Linked DNA regions of Oryctolagus cuniculus: region 1 is linked to region 2. Evidence: chromatin contacts called from public Micro-C data. All regions are on one chromosome and are shown on one strand. Each heading gives the region's core, a stretch centred on a gene start, on an enhancer-like site or on the middle of the called end of the contact. The rest is flanking DNA. Distances are from core to core; before and after follow the strand shown.

Region 1 (3,651 bases), core at 100-2,599, 300 kb before region 2:
TGTAAGTTAATCAAACAGGATTCAGTAGAATCAACTTTGAACGCAAAGCAGGTCTAAATTCAAAACTTTGTAGTAAAGCAGATGGTATGCAAAAGTCTTGGAAAATAAACATTATTTTGTTTATATAATGTAGTTACATTTTTCTTGAAAATAAAATATGGAGAAAATACGTAATAGACAATAAATATTGCTTCCTTCAGTGTACTCATCAAGACTGTGGGCTTGAGTTAGATCACCTGGGTCCCCAACCTGCTTCTCCCAGAAATGTTCTAGAGGAATAATCAAATGCACCTTCTCTCTCCCACATCTTTCTGTACTACTAAGAGTTGCATCACTGTCATTTGAAGATTTACTAAGGGATGAGTGTTGTCTTGTGAGTTAAGCCACCATTTGGAATGCCTGCACCCCATCTCAGTGATTGGATCTAGTCCCCATCTTCACTTCTGATCTAGATTCCCTCTAATGCAACCTGGAGGCAGCAGATGATGGCTCAAATGCTTGGGCTCCTGTCACCCACAGGTGAGACCCCAGTGGAGTTCTGGTCTGGGCTTCAGGCTGGCCCAGACTTGGTTATTACAGGCATTTGGGAATTGAATGGAAAACTTTCTATCACTCTTTCGAGTAAATAAACATTTTAAAAAATATTTACTAGTCCTTTCTCACTATGCATCAAGCATCTGGGTGTGTCCGGGTATACTAAAATTGTCATCTAGTAGAGAAGGTAGACCATAAATAACACATTTACGTTTCATGATTAAGTACCACATAGAACAGCACTGTATTAGCCAATTAGTATGTGTGTTTTGGGTAGTGTGGTTGGGAAAGGTGTCTCTTACGAGGCTGCATTTAATATGAAAGACCGCCATGGCTTTAACGACGGTCAAAAGGCCAGTTAGAAACTGTTTACAGTTTGAGGCCCTGGCAAAGGTTTTGGACAGTATTTCACTGATATTTGATGCATTTCCAGTAGGGCAGTGATACTACTTTCCGTTTTTGAAAGATCGTAGAGACAACAGAGAAAGCAGGGAGACTTCAGAAGACATATGACGGTTCCGTGGACTTGGCGTAACCGCGGTTGTTGGCACGGGCGACAGACGACTGAGGTGGTCATTTTGTGATAGTCCGGTCCTGTCCTTCTACTCTTGGGTTATCGGATGCAGTGGCCGGGACTCAGCTGGGGCGCGGCCACGGAACAGCTAAAAGGCACAGGACAGCGCAGAAAATACTACTTACTGAAAGGATTATCTCTTACAACTAAACGTCGGCTCGCCTCACCAAACCTTTGCGAACGCCACAACTTCTTACTCAACGCTCGCGGAGTTCGCGTCTCTAGCGCCAACTAACCCCCCCACCGGAAGTCCCGCCCACTTACACTCACTTCCGCCACACCAGCCGTCTGTTCATCTCGCGAGAACGGAAAGTGCCTATGTGATCTAAGCTAAGCGGAAGTCGGGCCTCTTTCCCCTGGCGCCTCCGAGGCGGTCAGCTGCTTCAAAATGAAGGTAGGTCGGGGTTGTGGGTGTTGAACTAGCTTTGAGGTACTTGCATCGAGCTCCAGAATTCTGCTTTGTCGCGGTCCCAGCTCTTCAAGATACTGTCCCTTGTTGGAGAAGGGTCTGAGGCAGGGGAAAAACTTGTACTTGTGGAAAGAGAGCTCACTGGGCGAGCGGATGACGACTGATTGCGGCTGGAGTCGCGCCGGGCTGGGAGCGCCATGGTGGCGATCTCGCGCCCAGCCTGGGCTGAAGCAGGCGTTTTTCCCAGTTTGCGGCTGCCCTTTCGTGCGGCTCTTGATCTTCGCCACCTAGATCATATTTCCTGGTGGAGCGGGTGAACGGCAGCGGAGCGCCCTCGGCCGCGGAGCTGCCCCGCGGGACTAGAGAAAACGTGGCTTACCTAGAGTGGTGCTTGCTGGGTGTTAACTATGCTTACTAGTGATTCTTTAAAAAGTGAAACCGGCATTTCACATTTCTGCCGATTGTTTGAGGGTGACTTGAAGGGCGTTTTGCAATGAATGACTGTTGTGGGAGGCTCTAAATTATCTAACATAGGCGACTTGCTAAGCTTTTTCCTCCTTTTTAATCTGCAGCTGAATATCTCCTTCCCAGCCACTGGCTGCCAGAAACTCATCGAAGTGGACGATGAACGTAAACTTCGTACTTTCTATGAGAAGCGTATGGCCACAGAAGTTGCTGCCGACGCTCTGGGTGAAGAATGGAAGGTAAAAATTAACGGGTTGTTGCAGCTATTTTAGTGAGAGACCGTGAATGATATTGACAATTCAGACTACAGAGTTCTGTAGTCTGACTTAGGTGGGTCATTTCAGAATGTCACCTTGCAAAGGGGAGCTGTCACCTGTAAAGGTTGTGTAGTAAGTTACACTGCAAAATAAAGCTGAAGTTACATAGGCTTGATTCCCTGGATTATGCACGGAAGCAAACGTCAAATAGTCCGCTGTCCTGATAGTACTTAGGGGGTATTTTTTAAATGCTATGTTTTTGTTCTTAGTGGCGTTTCTAGTAAAACAGTCTAGAAATGTGAACTGGAAAGGAATTTGCTAATTGAACTTGGCAGTTTAGCAGCTAGAGAAAATACTGCTACTTGTTGAGTACCTCCAATTAGACTTAAAACAAATTTCACTCCCTACAATTGGAGTGTGCTAAGGCTTCTAATTCTTCGTTTTTAAATTTGGAGTAGAAACAGTAACTGTGTCATTGTGTTCCTGCAGGGTTATGTGGTCCGGATCAGTGGTGGGAATGATAAACAAGGTTTTCCCATGAAGCAAGGTGTCTTGACCCATGGGCGGGTCCGCCTGCTGCTGAGTAAGGGGCATTCCTGTTACAGACCAAGGAGAACTGGAGAAAGAAAGCGCAAATCAGTTCGGGGCTGCATTGTCGATGCCAATTTGAGTGTTCTCAACTTGGTTATTGTAAAAAAAGGTGAGAAGCATGTATGTTGCTTAAGTTTGATGTTTGTGGAAAGTGAACTTTTTCATTTCAAGGAGCTCCGTTTTGACAGAGGAACTTGTCTACCAGTACAGTTACAAGTGATCAATATAGGATAAACATGCCAGTTTGGGATTCTTAATTATGAGGAGGTTGTTGAGTTAAACTTTGTTCACTTATCTCTTCTAAGGAGAGAAAGATATTCCTGGATTGACTGATACCACGGTGCCTCGTCGCCTGGGTCCTAAAAGAGCCAGCAGAATTCGTAAACTTTTCAATCTTTCTAAAGAAGATGATGTACGCCAGTATGTTGTAAGAAAGCCCTTAAACAAAGAAGGTAGGAGGGATTATACAATTTAGGGCTTAATTTTTTTCATGGGCAGATAGTGTATGTCAGATAAAATTTGTGCCTTATATTGGAGCATTTGCACTTCTGAATTTTTAAGCAGGTGTCTTACACACTAGGTATTTATCCTTGTTTATATTCAATGCTGTGTTTTGGGGGCCTGAAGTCACAAGAATGATCAGATATTGTGGGGTTGTGACTGCAAGTGTTCTCACACACTTTCATTTCGGTTGTAAAGTTTTTGAAGAACCCATGCAAGATGTTTTTTGTGTGATAACGCATTGTCTGATTTTTTTTGAAGATTCCTCTTCTATTACTAGGTAACATGCCACCAGTGAACAATTAGCCAGTGATGCGTAA
Region 2 (3,795 bases), core at 315-2,814:
ATTCCATCTTTGCAATCTGATAAGGAATACAGGAAGATATTGGTAAAGGCTTTGATGTGCATTACCTATTATATTATATCCAAGTAATCAGAATACATACACACAAACCACCTACTTTAGTGTTACACCATACCAACTTCTCAGAGGGGCCATCTTAAAGCTCTACTGGATAGCTGAGTAAATAGCTTCCAATGTTTCAGGACTGGGGAATAGGGAAGAAAGATGGAAACAGTAAGCAGCACACATTTCAAAGCCCACTTTTAAGCACACATTATATTAAAAATAAAGGATGCAAAAAAAAAAAAAGGCAATTCAGCACTTTCATACAGCATTTGGCAATATTCAACGCATGAGGAGGCTGTGCTTGGGGCCATCCACTCTTTCCAGCTTCTCAAAGTGTTTCCTGGCATTGCGAATGTTGATGAGAGTAGCTGCAGAAGGTATGGACGGATCTGACATAACCACCATCACATACGTGTTTGATGTGAAGATGTCGATGAAAGCAGCGAAGTTGGAATTCCTAACTTCCATGCTCTGGAAAGAAGCGGCCAATTTACTGCAGCTCAGCTTGAACTGCTTAATGATGTTGCTGATCTTCTCAAACCGGTGGACGTCACGCTGCTCTTTGCACTGGTAGTGTGAAATAACCAAGAACGTAGCCCTCTCGAACAGCAGAACTTCATCGGCCTCAATAATTTGGGCAAAATTCCTTAGGTTCATCTCCAGCTGCTGAACATTGGGGATGAGCTGATAGACAATACTGGACCAGGCTTTGTAGAGGGTTTCATCCCAGATGGATGTTCGGAAACAGGCGCACTCCAGGGGGCGAGACAGACGCCTCAGGTCTTCCTCTCGCTCTTTAAAAATCAGGTCACGCTGATCCTCCTGAACCAGATCCATTTTGTGCACCAGGCAGAAGATTTTGGCATCGGGAGAGTTCTGGAGGATGGCCTCCAGACAGGACTGGTAGTAATGCATGTCCTTTTCCAGTTCGCGGCTCTCCACGTCAAACACGTAAATCAAAACCTCGACGTTCCGGAAGATGTTGTCTCGCTGGCTGGTGAAGTAATTCTCCATGAAGGTGTCCTGACCGCCACAGTCCCACAGGTTCAGCACCAGGTTCCCCAGGAATCGGACGTGGGAGTGCTCCACATCAATGGTGGCACCCAGGCGCCGGGTGTCGCGAGCGATGTAATTTGCAAAGATAATCGACCTCATGCTGGTCTTCCCCGACCCGCTCTTCCCCATCAACAGCACCTTTTTCTTCATGGCTGTATTTGGCATCACCCGCCGGGACCGCCGCGGACTGGGCCTGAGGGCGCGGCCTCACTGCAGCGCGGGGCGAGGGCTGGAGGAGGTTCCGCGGGCTCGGCCTCGCTTGGCACTGGCGCAGCCGTGCAGCCGGGGAAGCCTAGGGCGCGAGTTCGGGCTGGAACGGCTTCGGCGGGGCTAGCGCTCCCTCAGAGGAGAGCGCCTGGGGCAGCCAGCTGCAACCGCTCGGGAGGCTCGCCTTCCGACAGAAGCCAGCCGCTGCCTCCGGGCCACCACCCACTTCCGGCAGCGATATCGCGAGAAACCCGCGCTCCCGCTCCCACCCACTTCCGGCCGTGGTGTCGCAACAGCGCGGTGCTGGGCGGTCGTTCCCTGTAGGGCATGGAGAAACTGCTTGGTTCCTGGAACCAGATAAAGTAGAAGATATACGCAAGGACTCTGGTGTTTTGTTGTATTACAGCTGGGTCTACGGTTGCCAGGGGTACTGGGTAGTTGGTCTGGGGAATGCTGCCCTCTCGTGGCAAAAAAGAAAAATCCACACTCCAACACCACCACCACCACAAATTTGCTTTGAGAGCAAGGATTTTGGACAGGGGCAACAGGCAGGTGAATTGGAGCAAAGGCCTAATGAATCCAGACTGTACAGATGAGGAAGGAGACTTTGAGATAGTAAGTGATTGCTCAGTGCTACACATGTAGATGGTGGTGACTGCTTTTTACACACCTAGGGAAGTTCCTTTCTCACATCTGTTTTTCTCATAACTTCAGACTTGAGAATTTCTTTAAAAAAGATTTATTTATTTATTTGAAAGTCAGAGTTACACAGAGAGAGAGGAGAGGCAGAGAGAGAGAGAGAGAGGTCTTCCATCTGCTGGTTCACTCCCCAATCGGCTACTGTGCTGATCTGAAGCCAGGAGCCAGGAGCTTCTTCCAGGTCTTCCACAAGGGTGCAGGTGCCCAAGGACTTGGGCCATCTTCTACTGCTATCCCAGGCCACAGCAGAGAGCTGGATCAGAAGTGGAGCAGCTGGGTCTTGAACCGAGGCCCATATGGGATGCCGGTGCTTCAGGTCAGAGCGTTAACTGCGCCACAGCGCTGGCCCCTGATTTGTAATATTGATCAGGTAATTTAAAGCAAAATCTATTAGGAATGATAAGTAGTTTTTGTACTAAGAGAATTCGAATGATTTTACTTATTAAAAAGTTCCAGGTTATGGAACACACACACACACACGCACTCACCCACTCCCCAAAGTCCAACTTTGTTTCTGTTAATTCTCTGCCTCACCCTGACTGACCCTCGGTCTCACCTACAGCTGCTGCTCTCCTTAGCACCAGTGGGGGCCACGTGTGAATCTGGAAGCCACTGAGGACCAATTTTCACTGTGAAGAGGAAAAATTAATGATCCACCTCAAAACAGACCTGAATCACATTCACCTCTTCACAAGTGCAAACAACTTCACTTTGAACGGTTCTGAAAAAGTTATAAATGCATACCAACTCTAACTAGTATAAAAGGTGAATATTGTATGATTAAGCCTGAACCATTACAATCTAGAAATTTATGGTGTTTGTTATTTCCATTGCTTACTCTTGAGTGATAAAAGCACGTTTTATGTGATCCCCCTGTCTCCCACATAAAGAAAATGACTCAAGATTTTTAGATTAACAAAGAATATATTAAAACATTTTACATTCTTTCCACAACTGCATAAGAAAGCAGGCATCCTCAATACTTATAAGGAACAGTGTGTTTTCTACACATCTAAAAATTAATTACAACCAGGAAAAACATCCACAAGAATGTCTTCACCAGCTACAGAACTGCCGTAAGGAAAGGCCAACTTGCTTTACCGCACATATCTGCCTGCAGGCTGAGATAAACATTCTCTAAAAAACTGCTGACTGAATAAAGCACCTAATGTGTCTTTTATTATTTTACTTCGCATTGACCCTGACTCTTAGGCAATCACAGATCTACTTTCTCTCCAAAATTTTTGCCTTCTCTAGAAATTTCATATAAAAGGAATTACAGAATTATATATGTATTGTATTTGACTTTTCTTTAGCATAAGTTTTTGAATTCATCCATATTGAAGCATGTGTTAGTTCTTTATTTTTATTGCTAAATAGTATTCCAGGTGTAGTGCAGTGGGGTAAGCCTGGCCACCTGTGGCGCCAGAATCACATATGAGCACTAGTTTGAGTCTCAGATGCTCCACTTCGAATCCAGCTTTTTGCTAATGCACCTGAGAAAGCAGCGGAAGATGGCCCAAGTGTTTGGGCCTCATGCCACCCAGCGGGGAGACCTGGATGGAGTATCTGGCTCCTGACTTCAGCATGGCCCGATTTGGATAGGGAACCAGTAGATGGAAGACCTCTCTCTCTCTCTCTCTCTCTCTCTCTCTCTCTCTCTCTCTCTCTTTTCCACTACCCCAACTCTGTCTTCCAAATAGATAAAATAAATCTTTAAAAAAAAAATAGGTTCATTGTATGAATATACATTGCTACATTTTTGCTCAT

The links. Hi-C and Micro-C count contacts between places; a contact is called where the count stands out from the background.
Region 1: a Micro-C map of ear pinna shows a contact between it and region 2, with 9 times the contacts expected there. The contact joins the promoter of LOC100338112 here to the promoter of RRAGA in region 2. A contact is called at or near these places in 3 of 6 Hi-C or Micro-C datasets (ear pinna, psoas muscle and an unstated tissue).

The regions. Positions count from the first base shown.
Region 1 is chr1:182,316,151-182,319,801 of mOryCun1.1, reverse strand. It overlaps LOC100338112 (small ribosomal subunit protein eS4-like), which reads right to left and starts at 1,349. Exons shown (of 2, transcript XM_017341018.3): 1 at 1,234-1,349. It overlaps RPS6 (ribosomal protein S6), which reads left to right and starts at 1,363. Exons shown (of 6, transcript XM_002708080.5): 1 at 1,363-1,502; 2 at 2,090-2,221; 3 at 2,729-2,939; 4 at 3,136-3,282. The coding sequence starts at 1,497.
Region 2 is chr1:182,018,079-182,021,873 of mOryCun1.1, reverse strand. It overlaps RRAGA (Ras related GTP binding A), which reads right to left and starts at 1,564. Exons shown (of 1, transcript XM_008254386.4): 1 at 1-1,564. The coding sequence starts at 1,284. The coding sequence ends at 343.